Regions from separate parts of the Anas platyrhynchos genome. Here region 1 is linked to region 2. Evidence: chromatin contacts called from public Hi-C data. All regions are on one chromosome and are shown on one strand. Each heading gives the region's core, a stretch centred on a gene start, on an enhancer-like site or on the middle of the called end of the contact. The rest is flanking DNA. Distances are from core to core; before and after follow the strand shown.

The links. A called contact is a pair of places that touch in the nucleus more often than the background predicts.
Region 1: a contact with region 2 is called in a Hi-C map of subcutaneous adipose tissue, with 2.6 times the contacts expected there. The contact joins the enhancer-like site here to the promoter of SLC35C1 in region 2. A contact is called at or near these places in 4 of 8 Hi-C or Micro-C datasets (liver, skeletal muscle and subcutaneous adipose tissue).

What each region holds. Positions count from the first base shown.
Region 1 is chr5:32,912,400-32,919,288 of IASCAAS_PekinDuck_T2T, reverse strand. All of the region lies in intron 3 of LOC101796866 (transmembrane protein 263), which reads left to right. Among named protein-coding and RNA genes, the nearest start is that of ZFYVE19, 83 kb to the left of the region's middle. Within about 2 kb of position 3,573, at least 1 of the 8 cell types and tissues checked has an H3K27ac peak or open chromatin away from gene starts, as enhancers often do. A contact at or near this core is called in subcutaneous adipose tissue, where this site is marked.
Region 2 is chr5:32,706,411-32,713,666 of IASCAAS_PekinDuck_T2T, reverse strand. SLC35C1 (solute carrier family 35 member C1) reads left to right here and starts at 2,102. Exons shown (of 3, transcript XM_027459652.3): 1 at 2,102-2,250; 2 at 2,340-2,866; 3 at 5,040-6,752. The coding sequence starts at 2,132. The coding sequence ends at 5,599. It overlaps CRY2 (cryptochrome circadian regulator 2), which reads left to right and starts at 6,737. Exons shown (of 12, transcript XM_038180620.2): 1 at 6,737-6,969. The coding sequence starts at 6,794.

The DNA of each region.
Region 1 (6,889 bases), core at 2,324-4,823, 200 kb before region 2:
AGTCAATAACCATCTGGTTTTCCCTGAGGGTGTTTGCGCATAGGATAGGGATAACAACAGTTTTACCATTTGCCTTGGCATCATCCAAATGTAGACATTTCAGGGTGAAGGGCCAGTGGGAAGCCTCTGTCAGAAGATGCATTTTTATCAATTACTAGCGAATGTGTTTTATTCTAGTAATAGGGTTTTGAACTGCAGGAGTGTCAGGATTCTGTTATGTGAGTGAAAGCAGTATACCTTACAACCCAGCTGAAGTGGCAGACATTTGTCACCATTTCTGTTATAATTAGAGACATATAAAGTTATGGATGCAGGAGAATGTTTTTACAATGTGTTTTTCATTTTGAAGACTAAGATGAGATACTCAGAAATGAGCCAATTGCTTTTAAATAAATCTTTTGGACTTGCAGCTCTCAGTCTTTCAGTTCTAAAGCTGAAAAAAGTGATTCTTATTTGTTCCTAATGGAGTAAAAAAAAAAAAAAAGATGCAAGTGAGTCTCTGTTTACTTATAGCTACAGTCTGAAGTGCTAAATAAGAATGAGCAATGCAGTAAATCCAGGTCAGAAGCTAAATTGAATCAGTATATCAGTGTGTTAGCAACGATGGTATCCTGAACTGCTAAACTATCAGAGGGTTATAAGCAGGCAATTAAATCATAAGGTTGGTATATGAGGCTGTTAATTCTGCCTCAAAACGGAGTGGAATGCTCACTTAACATTTCATAAGCATCTGCAGTCTCAACCTGGCTGCCTGTCTTGATTTCAGCTGTTTGTGAACAAGTTAAACCACTACTTTAACTGCTGGAATGATTGCACAGTTGCACCAGTCTGGTCTCTCCTGGGCCAATGGTTTTGTGATCCAAAACTAATCTTATTCTGAAGAGCAGAGTGTCTTTCAAGTTTATGAAATCAAACTGGAAACCCAAGGGCTTTTTGGTCAATTTTCTTGCCCTCTGGGATAATAGTCTTAAAATAAAACAAAAAAACTTCTTCAGCTACTTAAAAATTAGGTTGAACTCTAGTTTTTGTACAGAATAGTGTTGCATTAGTGTGTGCGTGCGTGTGTGAATTCTCTATCTTGATTTTCAGGTAACAGCAAAGACAAATGCACAATGCACTTGCCTTATTAGTGTGGAGGATTCTCAAGCCGTTGTAATTACTACTTTGGCATATTACAGGAGGACCTGTCCTCTTTCTGTCCAGCTGACATGTTGCCTAGTAAGAAAGAATTTAGCTAATGCTAAATTTCATGTTTGCTTCTTTGCTATGCCCTCTCTGTTCCACTAATATATATTTTTTTCAATTTTGCCACAAAATATGTAATATTCAGTAGGATATACTTACTGCAAAAAGTTTTAGGTGACTCTTATTTTTGGGTTATGTTATGAAAAAATAACGCTATTTTTCAGATCATATCCAGAAGGAAATAACATACATTTTCTTCTCATAAAATATTAAATCAAATTTGCAGGTAATGGCAAAAATTTGGCCATGATATTTCTTTGACTTGTGAAAGGGTCTTAGGATCTGGGGTTTTTAGAAGAATGTCTTGGAAATTTCTTACTGTAGAGGCGAGGTTAATAGTTTGGAGCTATAACAAATTTTATTTTCTAGCACCAGAGACCTGATCTTTGGAACAAATGAGAGGCTTTCAAGAGGTAGGCAGGAGATGAAGAGTTCATAAGGTAGATGTGTGTGCCACTTAACTGAATACCTATTCAACCAATGTAGGACTCTAAAAAACTGGTAACATTGTTGAATTCTACTGTTTCCACCTTTCTGGAACTGAAACTTTATTCTAAAGGTAATAACCCTATGCAGAATTTCGAAGTCACGGATTGTTGTTTGTATCCTGTATAAACTGCTGCTGTCTTTTTTTCCTTCCCCCCCCATACTTTTCCAGAGATTTGAGGAGGGGGCGGGAGGCATTCAAGGCTTTGTTTTATAATAGTTCGCTTTTTCCCTAAAAAGTTCTTGTATTTCTAAACTACAAAATTGGAATAATTTTAGGTAACTGTGTGAAGTTGTCCTCTTTGGTTAAGCCAAACATTTGTGTGTATCCAGTACTGGAAAGTGTGACTGTATGAAGTACCATGTACTTCTCTCTCACCCCTCCAAAAGCTAATGAACAAAACCCCCAGATTTAATAAAATGTTATTATGATATGGTAAACATGGGCCTCTGGGAAATGCAAACTGAAGCTGCAAGTTTGAGTGTGGGCTGTATTTTATAGCTCAAGAATGTTAATGGTACTGTTATTGCAGTGTTTTATTCCTAGCATCTTGGGGGCTGTTTCTTATTTTTTTTCTTGCTTAAAATATTTGATTTATTTAATCAGGGAAGTGGGTAAGTGCTTCCATTCCATGGATCTTGTATCTTTATGCTGAGAGTGGGAAAAACACATTTACCAAGTTTGGATATTGGCTAAAAATCTTGCTTACGTTATGTAAAGAAATCTTGTTTCCTGTGAAATCTGCAGACGTTTAAAGTTTGTGATTAACTGAACCCAGCTGTAATTAAAACACGGTTTGGTCATTGGTTGAAGCTTAACGTGTTCCCACACAGCTTCTGCAAGAGCTGTTCCTACGTCTGGCCCTGGTGGCACGCTCCCAGTGGTGCCCACCTACGCAGCCACATGTTTTCGGTTCCTGGCCCAAAAGCAGCAGTGTGCCCAAAGCCAGGGATTGCCTCTTCCTGGAGGAAGTGTGGACATAGCCAGAGTGAATTACCTTCTGTGTCATCCCCACAGATCATAGATGGAAGGATGTGTTGTCCACGTGAATAGAGCCTGTAGCGTGCAGGTGAGCTTATACGGAATCTAAGGACAGGGTTTGGGACCACGATGTGCTCTCCTGGCAGTCTCAGATTTTAGGGAGGAAGAGGGAGGTGCAATGACAGTATCACTGAAGATGTCTTTTGTGATAGCCTAGAGGAGTCATCTTTTGATGTCCATGTGCTACACTGAAGCTAGTAGAAGCAGCAATTAAGACAATGGGGAAAACAGCGGGATCTTGCCTTTCAAACTTCACTCCTCTTGGCTCTGATCCAGGTATCATGAATATGACATGAGACACTTTGTTGATATTTGATTAACTGGGAGGCTTGTTCTTGTTTTGTGTGACACATTGCAAGTTAACCACCCGGCATGCTGACATGTGCTATTGAAAACAAACACTGAAATCAACGCTGGGAAGCAGGCTGCCAAACACACCGAGCAGGAGGCTGAAGGAGCCTGCCCTCGGGGAACCGGCTGTGAAGGGCCTCGAGGAGTTTTCTGCAGCCCTGGCACCTACAGCTCTGGAGTTGGGCGCTGCATTCACCCCCGTTCATTTTCAGAAACAATTTCTTCAGCTGTCCCGTGCAGGTAAAACACTTCAGATGCAACTTGGGGACAGTGACTGGCACGAGTTGTGCTCAGGCAGAACTTTCTGCGGGAATCAGCTGGCATGCACGGCGCATCCTTCAAGCCGCTGCTGGCACCTTTCCTGCTCGCGGAGCCCCTGGGTGGGAGAGCTCTCCAGCAGTGGGATTTTCCATTCTCCCACTTCTTTGCGGCTGAGTTGTTGCTGCAGGCAGCCCAGTAGAGGGCTGCCAAGGGCTGGGACAGGCACTGGTTAGCGAACCGAGGTCTTGCTTAAGCCGGTGCTGACAGATGTGATTAGAGTAATGGAGTGGCTTTTTTTTTTTTTTTATACATCACACTTGCTTTTTCTGTGAGTTTAAGTTCCATGACATCAAGAATGTGTCAGGGCTTTCCTATTTTATGAGTAATGAATTTCAGGAACAAAACTTGAAGACTTAGCAAAGCTGCTTTTCCCTCTAATTCCCTTCTCATTCTCCTTTATATTCCAAGTTTTTTTGATGCCCCCTCTCTTAATGGAGATCTCGGTGTGGAAACCATCCCAGATTTCCCAGTCAGCAATAGAATATCTTTAAAGGAGGCGTTATCCAGACAAGGGATTAGGTTTAAGGGTACTAAATATTGAAAGGAGTAAAAATTGTAGCACAATGCACAATAGCTGTTGAGATCTTTGCAGCCCTTAGCTGTATTTTCAGACCAGCTTCAGAGCGTAACAGGAAACCTCCTGCTGATTCAGTGGGCACTTTCAATTCCACTTAAAGTGAAATGTGCCCTCTGACCTGTTTTCAGACAGCTGTGCAAAGCCTGTGAAAACACTCGAGTTGTCTTGTCTGGAATTGCAGATCTACATCGCCTGGTGCAGCCAGGAGGTGGGTGGCCTCCGGGGACCCCCGTGTGCTGTCTGTGAGAAGCTGTTAGGATTTTGGGGAGGGGGTAAGCAGGCCTTACGTAAGATGCCTTGTCCTTCTTGAAAGCAGTTAGCTGCTTTTTCTTTTCCTTTGAGGCAGGTGCAAGGGGAAAAAATAAATCTTTAAATGTACCTGCTAGTTTCCAGGTTGAGATTTTAATCTTTTTTTTTTTTTCAAGTATTTTTTTTTCCATGGAAAGAAGCTGTATCCTGCAGATCATGGAGTGTGACTGGGGTAAAGGGAAAAGAGCAGCTGGGAAGAAGAGGAATGGAGGGTGGGCACATTTTCATGCTGCTGTAATGAATTACAGCCAGAAGGAGAAATTAGTAAAGACCCATAAATACAGAACAAGTAAGAGTTGTTTCCAAATCTTCATGACTTATCAGCAGTTCTTTTAGATGACCTGTTGAATTTACAGTACCTTCTGGCTAAGAAGTGTTTTTAGAGTAAAGTACAGGAAGTTGTTTGACCTGACTTTTTTTTCTTCCTGCAACACAAAAAAGAAAAAAACACACCAAAAAACAGGACGTTAGATGGGGATATAAGGGTTCTGTGAGGACAGTTTGGGAGAGGGAAAAATTGACAGCCTCTCAGAATGATCTAATAGGAGTCCATTAGTAGTCATTGGTTTGATTTGAGATCATGAGAAAGCTTTTAGTTCAAAGAAGCCAACCATCCCCTGCCCTCAGTTTGTCTTAAACAAGCTATTGCTCTCAGATGGTGACCTGTGCTAAATTATATCTTTGCCACACTGGAAACCAGGTCTGTGAGTAACGAGTTGACAGGAAAACAATCTTCATCCCTACATGGAGTACCTGGGATATATTGGGGCAGTTATACCTGATGAATGGGGAAGGGTAGTCTTCAAATTGCACAACAACTTTTAACTGCAGATTTAGTTTCTGTTTTCAGAAATGATGGTCAGGTTTTTCCTTTCAGACTTGTAGACCTTCAGACACTGAAATCAATCTCCCATTGGACAACTAGGGTGTTGACAGTCTTTAAAGGGGAGGGAGAGAGGGAAATGTTGCTCCATGTACTTTTCCATTTCCATCAGCAAGTTTGCTATTTGAACTTAAAGCTGTCTTTATTGTAATGCTGCAAGATACCCCACTTAGTCACAGAAAACAATGTGGTATTACAAAGTAAAGCAGTGAATACATACAAAGATGAGTGATTTTAAGGAAAGGAGGGAGGAAGCGCAGGAAGGGAAGAGGTAGGTAAACTGACTCTGGTCAAGACTTTGACAAGAATGTAATAATCTCAAATGAGGTTTGTTCCCAGCAGACGCTGAAGACATCCTGACCTTATTTAACTTTGATTTATTCATCATGGGAACAGATTTTTGTATCTCTTATATTCTGTGACTGATGGGCAGGAGTAATTTCTCTCTCAATACAGATGAGTGCCCTGTGGTAGACTCCATTTGCCACATTGACAGGAGCAGAGTGCCATCAGCCACAGAGTTAGCTGAAGAAATATTTTCCTTTTCAGTCTTGCAGTCTTAACGTGTGCGTGATGTGTGTGTAACAGTATGGGGGGAAGGTTACTGAATTGTATGAAACCTGAGTCATGAATTCCCTCTACTGTCTGACATCTTCTCAAATCACAAGGAAAAGGGGGAACTGTGGCTTTGCCTCTTTTTCCTTTCTTTGAATTCTTTCAAGTGGGAAGAATATCCCTCCTTCCCCCTCAGTTCCACTCTTGTATGCAGTTTTTGTACATGACACAATTTTATGGGTCTTTTACTTGCAGATGTGCACCTTCTATCTGCAATATCTTCAAGTGTTATCATACTCATATACTGCGTTTTTTGTACAACTGTCTTATTAAACGGATACCCTTGAAAGTAGTAATGGCCAATCCTTTAGAAAGGACAGTTATAAGCGCTTTTTGTTTCATGTATACTGCAGACAGATCATAGCTACCTTTTCCTCATGGATGGCACTGGGGCAAGAATAGGAGATACGGGAAGGAGACAACGAGAGAATTGAGCTGGTGCTGAAGAAGGTAGAATTAACATCATTAATGTTAACAGCTTAATGTATTTCATAATGTGCAGACAATGAAATCTGATGTCAGTGAACATCAGATTAAAAACATCTAGATTCTGTTGATGGTGAAGAAGAAGAAGGAATTTGTTGTGAAAAAACTGTAACAAGAGGGTTTATGAACCATAGCGTTTTTCAAGCACAAGTGAAATACTGGCTCTGACCAGTGACCATATTAGCAGACTATTTCAGGATTGTTCATGATGTGTTTTGCTGTCTGATGGAGTATATAGGCAATCTTTGTGTCGGGTCGGAAGGTGATACTCTTACCTCTGTGATAGTACTTCTGTCAGTTCTTTGCCACTGACAACAATAAAGTCAGGAAATAACCAAATAACATGTCAGATATGCTAGTGATGGCAGGGCATCCGTATATGAAGGAGGAGAGAGCGGTGAGAAAGACAACAGCGAAGATCCTTGCCTCAGTAGAGCAGTGTACATTTAGTGCTAATGTGGCTGAACTGTGATTTTAGCGCACGTACTCCTTGAAAACTGTCTTAAAAACCATTACTGCCAATGCAACCTTGCAGTTCAAACACTTCTTTCTACTGCTAGGTAAAGCCCACGTA
Region 2 (7,256 bases), core at 853-3,352:
CAGCATCAGGGAATTATATTGTCAGGGCTGAGATAGCTATTCTGGTCAATTTTCCCACGTAGACGTGCCATACATGTATTATAAGTCTGGAGAATAATCTCCCAAGAGAAGCAATGAACATTTTATTGATTGGGATATTTCAAACTTGCGCAGGACAAAGCAATCTTCTATGTGCTGAACGAGCAGACGAGATGGGATTGAGGGTTGGGGATTCATTTTTCCATTTCTAATTTCTGTGTTTAGTTTAGAGAAGATATTTTGAACAACACGAGCAAGTTGAGGAGAAAAACTGTTCTCCGTCTGGCTCTGATGGGGTCATATTTGCAACATTATTGGGGGAAAGAGGTAATTTCTTTCAAATTCAAAATGCATGTGCGATGCTGAAGCCATGTGTATGTGTAAGGGGCCTTTGGGACCTCTAGAACCAAGCCAGGCTCTTCCTGGTCAGAAATTTCCAGCACACCACTGTGGAATCTGGTATTAACTTTATTTTATTTTGTTAATTTATTTTGTCCTGTTCGGCAGTTTGAATCTGTAACATGCTAGAGAGTTTGGTAGGGAAAACACTCCTTTGTTATAAAACACTGTCTAGAGAAGGTGGGATACTTTGGCCTGTGAGTACGGGCAGATGGGTCTTTTACACCCAGAATAATGACTCGGGTTTGTGGCATAATCACTTCAGCAGGAGAGTGTGTGTGTGCAGCTTACCCCAGCACCTGGGCTGCCTTTAAAGGGATCGGTCAGTCCCTGCATAGCTTGCATTGCTGCAGCAGGGTGCAGAGATGAGCACAGGCTGCACCTCAGCACTGGAGTAGTTAATAGTAGTGGCAGTGACATTTTTGTGTTTACCTTTCCAAGTTAACACTGCAGGAAGACGGCTCAGGCAGCCAACACTTCTCCGTACTGTCTTTATGAGCTGTTTGCAGATGTCACCGTGTCTACTTCATTCAGGTCATAGTGGAAAAGTTTTATTTACCTCCATAAAAATGATAAATTTATTTATGTAAATAAGGCTCAGACAGCAGAGCACAGACCTATACCCCATGGCATGCTGTGGGCAAAACCCACATTAGAAAATCACTGAACACACAAGACCTATATCACACCTGCTCCAACTAGCACATAAAGGAGGTTGATAGGAGATTGCAGGGCTGGAGTTATTTCTGACACGGGTGCGGCTATCAGTAACCTCCTTAATGACAGGAAGAGGCTGCTCCGTGAGCAGGTGACCTCCGTTGAAGTCTTTCATCCTTTAGTTTTTAATTCCCCTCCACATCGTTTCCGTGTCAGAGCACATTGAAGTCAAACACCCAACCCAGCTGAAATACCGGCAGCCCAGGTGACATTCAGATCCTGCAGCTTCCAGAGCTTTGGCAGGGCGAGCCTCCTTCAGTGCCACAAGCAGCACAGCTCTGTAGGGATAGAGGCTGCCCTCCCAAATCTGATGGCAGTCTGAAACAACGGCTCCATGCCTGTGCTTACTGAGCACAACTGGAGCTGGTATGAGCATACCCAGAGTGTCTGTATGAGTACTTCAGTCCCGTGAGGACATCCCAGCCCATGTCTCTACCAGCTGTGGGGTGCCAGCACTGGGGCCAGATTCTTATTTCATGGAGCATCCCTTGGGCCCCTCAGGCATGTACAAAAGCTGCAGTCCCAGCAGGGCGTGCAGCGGATTTGCTTCTGGAGATAACGATCAGCCCCACCTTGTTATTTTTACCGGGAGGCCAAGTCCTACAGGTGAGGATGGCAACGTAGCTGTCAACGCTCAGTGCCTTGCTCCTGGTCGCTGCAGCAAGTAAAATGGGGAAATAATTGAGACAGAAATTAAAGAAAACCTGCAAGCTGCTGCAAGAAGAAACGGTATAGGGAGGAGATTTATGTAGGAAACTATGAAAGGAAGAGGAGCGACTTAAAAGGTGGGGAGGGGAGCAGAAATCTTTATTTTCCACATCACAAGTCTTTACTTTCCACGTCAGACCACGTAGGCCAGGAGCCCTACAGCCGCTCCGAGGGCCAGGATATACAACCCGAGCCCCGGCGATCACCCCTCAGTACCGGGCCCGGCCCAGGCCCCCTCATGGCTCCCCCCAGGCCCTGCCCAGGGGGGCGGCGCGGTCCCTCCCCCGAGATGGCGGCGCGGGGAGGCGGCGAGCGGCGCCCGCGGGGCGTGAATAAAGGGCGGCGGGCGGGGCTGCGCCGCTCCGGGAAGCTCGGGGCCGGAGGCGGCAGCGGCGGCGGTGGCAGCGGGTGAGCGGGGCTCGGAGGCGGGGGGCGAGGCGGTGGGGAGCGGGGCCGGCCCCGGCCGTGTGCTGACGGCCTGTGCCCGCCATGAGCAGGGCGCAGCTGACGCGGACCGGGCTCCTGCGGATGGCGCTGGGCGGAGGCGCCGCCGACCCGCTGCTGCCGGCCGAGGAGCGGCGGGCGCCCTTCGTGCTGCGGGCGCTGCGCATCGGGCTGGTGGTCTGCCTCTACTGGTTCACCTCCATCACCATGGTGTTCCTCAACAAGTACCTGCTGGACAGCCCCTCGCTGCGCCTCGACGCCCCGCTCTTCGTCACCTTCTTCCAGTGCGCCATGACGGCCGCCCTGTGCGCGGGGCTGAGTCTGGGGGCTGCCTGCGGGGCGCCTTGTGCCGGGCTGCCCGCCCTGCGCCTCGACCTCAAGGTGTCCCGCAGCGTGCTGCCCCTCTCCGTCGTCTTCATCGGCATGGTCACCTTCAACAACCTCTGCCTCAAGCACGTCGGCGTGGCCTTCTACAACGTGGGGCGCTCGCTCACTACCGTCTTCAACGTGCTGCTCTCCTACCTGCTGCTCAAGCAGACCACCTCGCTCTACGCCCTCCTGGCCTGCGGTGTTATCATAGGTGAGTGGGAATAGGGGGACTGCGGCCACCCCAAACCTCAGAGAGCCCAAGGAGGCGGTCCTCCTGAGGTCAGGCAGGTGACTGTAGAGGTCCCAGGCTAACAGGATTGTGGTGTCTTGCTCCAGGTTGCAGCATGCACCTGTACTGCTGCAGCCTGTGGAATTAACGCCTGTTAGGTCCTTGGTTGCTCTCTGGCTGTTGCCCGTGGTGCACCTCAAGTCTTCAGTCTTTGTTCCTGCAGGATAGGGGAATGCAAAGTTCCTGGTTCCCCACACAGCCTTTCCTACCTGCGTTTTGCACGTGTTCCTTCCTAGCCCTGGTGGCAGGCGAAGCCCTAACCACCCCTGCATGTGTTCCTTCCTAAGGTACAGGAAGGAACAGCCACCTTGAGTGGCTGGTAGTGCTTTTCTGGCCTAACGCTCAGAACAGGATGCTGAACCCAAATAACGAACCAGGCAGAACCATCCTTCCTCTTGGGACGTCACCCTCATACATGAGCGCTTTTGGATGCGATGGGGTAATTGTAGGGCTCTTCTCTTGCTCTGCCTTAGGCAGTCTGCTTCCTGTGTCTGGAGCACACAGGTGTCATTAGGAAAGGAAATCACTGTCACTTGACTGTTGCTCTCCTTAAGCAGCAATAACTGTCAATCCTCTAATAAAGTTTCATTTGCCTTAAGATGATACCACGTCTTTTCCCCCACGAAGGCCATTACAGAACTAGGTGTTTCTTCCCTATTTTCAAGTGAATGTTAATAACTAACTTTGGAAACAATAAGTGTTTGCTTAGACTGTCAGCATTGTTGGGACCATACAATGGAGCTTGCCAATTTAGACAAGATTAGCTAATCAAATCAAGCATAAAGCACCACCAGAAAATCTGGTTGTGTGGTGAGGAAGTAGGGCAGGGCATTGACTAGCTTAACGGGAATTGCTTACAAGCCTTCTGCTCCAAAGGCCAAGTAAAGTGAAAAGCTGCCTTCCATTTAGAGAGTCATTTTGATGCCAAGGATGGTGAAACGTTAACTTCAGTTCCAGGTGGACGTGTGTTCATGGTGGTGCTTAGACAAGCAGATGGACTTCAGAAAGATGAGACAAGTTCTGTATATGAGAGGCAAACAGGAGAGCCAGTCTGGCTGAGCAGCGACTGTTCCCCTCCACCAAGTGATGCCAGCAGTTGGCTTTAGCTAGCCTCGTGCTCAGGTGTTACCCAAGTCTGTGGCACTTACCAGCCTTCTAGGTTTCTCTAAGGCTCTGTCCCCTGGCTCCATCTCCCTTTGCTGTAGGAGCATTGCCTGTGTATGCCAGCACAGCCAAGCATCCTCTGTGGCCAGACACAGTCCTTGTCTGTGCATTGAGCTCTTTTGTACTTGGACTTAGTTTATAGCATGTGTTGGCTGACTTGCAGGCAACTTCCCTCATGGCTTCTAATGGAAAGTAGCTAATGCAGAAGCACTGCAGCACTCTTTCAGTAGCCGATCTCTCCTTTTACATTTTGCTGAAGAGCTGGATGGGGCAAAGTCTCCCTCTCTGCCCTGGAGCAAAAGAGCCTGTAGCACCTGTTTCAGAGCTGGTTAAAGAGTGTTCTGCCCATTGAAGAAGTTTAATACAGTGAGGATGCCTTTCTACTTTGTAGTCTTCTTTTGATCAAGGTCTTTTGTATTTTAACCCACGCATTTACCATCTTTCCATCTTTTCTGACTTATTTCTGTTACTGTTAACAGTGCAGCAAAGCCTAGGTGAGTTGTGATACTTTTCGCTATGTTTTTTTTCTTTAAGCCTCTAAGGTAAGAGGAGTATTTTTTGCTACGTACATGTCCAGTTTGCTATCTTTTCAAAAAAAATAAAAATAAAAATCATATGATCTTCTAGAAGTGACCTATACACAAACAGTAGCTTTAGTTCATGTCCTTTTGTAATTTCTAAACTCCTGCTTCCTGCTCAGTGTGAGAATGAGACTGAATGATAGCACAAATTACCTGCACTCCTAAAATAAATCTTCCCAGGACAGCAGTCATGACACTTTGCGGGTTAGTATAATAGAAAGGGGAAGCCTTCTAGCCTGTCTCTGCTTGTGGCTGTGGTTGTTCAATATTAGGTAGATGATGAATCACCAACTGTGTATTTTGAGTCCTTCATCAGATGTACATATTATGCCTGATTTCTTCTGTTGCAGGTGGCTTCTGGCTGGGCGTTGACCAGGAAGGAGCAGAGGGCACTCTGTCATGGGCAGGTATATTCTTTGGGATCTTAGCAAGCCTGTGTGTCTCCCTCAATGCCATCTACACCAAGAAGGTGCTGCCTGTGGTGGATGGTAGCATCTGGCACCTGACCTTCTACAACAACTTGAATGCCTGTGTCCTGTTCTTCCCCCTCATGATGATGCTGGGCGAGTTCCACACCCTCTACCACTTCGACAAGCTGGGAAACCCCACTTTTTGGGGCATGATGACCCTGGGAGGAGTGTTTGGCTTTGCCATTGGGTATGTGACTGGACTCCAGATTAAGTTCACTAGCCCACTCACCCACAATGTGTCCGGGACAGCCAAGGCCTGTGCCCAAACGGTGCTGGCTGTTATTTACTTTGAGGAGACAAAGAGCTTCTTGTGGTGGACAAGTAACTTGATGGTGCTGGGGGGCTCCTTTGCCTACACATGGGTAAAAGGGCTGGAGATGAGAAAAGTGGAAGAGGATCCTAATCTCAAAAGCAGTGAAAAAAATGAGACTGGTGTGTAGGCAGATTCAGCCTGCACCTGTTTCTGTACCTGGGAGTTAACTGTCAGAGCTCCTTTCCTCCTGCGGAGAAGAGCAAGGAGCAGGAAAAATTCACCTGCAAATGGTACGGGGAGCTGTGTCAGGAACCAGAGCCAAAGAGCTAAATGAATTATGTCTTGTCCACTGGATCTCCCCAGCTCAGAGACGGGGTGAGAGCATGTGTTCTAGAGAAGTATCAGTTTTCACGGATGTCTTTCTAAAATGGCTATTGCGACTGACCTAATCTGAGCAATTCCCATCTCTGTGGGGTGGGCATATAGTGGTCAAAGAATGGGATGGGAGCTTTGTGTATTTAGGGATCTAGAATGACATCTGATTGAATTCAGAGTGTGAAGTTGCACAATCCTGAACCTCCATGAGGGGGAGGCAGGTAGCCAAGCTGTTGGGGATAGTCCTCAGTAAATGGTTCTGCTGCAAAGGAATTGACAGTAACAGTTTATTCCTGTTTCCTTGTTCAATGTGAAGGGTTGGAAATTCTTTCCTTTTTCCTGTCTGTGTGTAAGCCTAAGAAGCAGCAGTACCTCAAATCCATGTTCCAGTGGGTCAGTAACTCATCCTGATGAGGTTTCTAATGCCTGTATTTCTTGCCTTCTGGGTTCTTAATTTGGGAACAATGTTCAAAGCAGGTGTGATACATCTGCACCTTTTCCTCTGAGGGAAAGCGTGCTCTCTGAAGCAGCCTGCCTGCCTTAATGAGGAGTGAGTGTGCCTCTGCCCTCAGTGACAGAAGGGAGAGGAAAAGCTGTTCTGAGGCGATTCCTCCCTCAGGGCGATCCCACAACATCTCCTGGGGTTCACAACACTCATCCTCCATGCCCTGAGCTCCTTCCAGAAGATTTACACCACACCAGCTTCGTACCCCCCTCACTGCTCGGGGCTCGTTCCCTCACAACCCCCCCGCCATTTTAGCCGGTCACCACCATTTCAGCGCTTGAGGAAAAAAAATAAATAAACTTTTAACCATATAACACCCAAAAACGCTCGATAAAGTGTTTGTTGTGACAGGGCTGGGGGGTGGAAGGCTCCTTCTGTGGCCGCTGGAGGGAGCCGGAGCCCGGCGCCTCAGCGCCTCGCCCGCCCCCGGGACCGCCCCGCCGCTACCGCGGCGGGGCGGTCCCGGGGGCGGGCGAGGCGCGGAGGCTGCGGTCGCCCGTGATGGCGGCGGCGGCTGCGGCCCCGTCCCGCTCCGTGCACTGGTTCCGCCGGGGGCTGCGGCTCCACGACAACCCGGCGCTGCAGGAGGCGCTGCGGGGAGCCGCCTCCCTCCGCTGCATCTACATCCTCGACCCCTGGTTCGCCGCCTCCTCCGCCGTGGGCATCAACCGCTGGCGGTGAGTGCGGGGCGATGCACGGGGCGATGCACGGGTTGGGGTTGCGAGGAGGGAGGGGGGGGGAGGAAGGGTGTTTTTTTGGCTGCCTGCCTCTCTCCAGGGGGAGGTGGGGGTCCGGTGGTGGTCCCGAGCATCGCCTTGGGAAGGGCTTTTCCCCCCCTAATTTAGGGTTAGGTAGAGCTGCGTGATGCCTCCCCTCTGCCCTGCGGCTGCCGGTGGGTTTGGGAGTGCTGCTCCCCCCTCATCCCGCCCCCGGGGGCTGTGGCTGTCAGGAGCTGTCAGCCCCC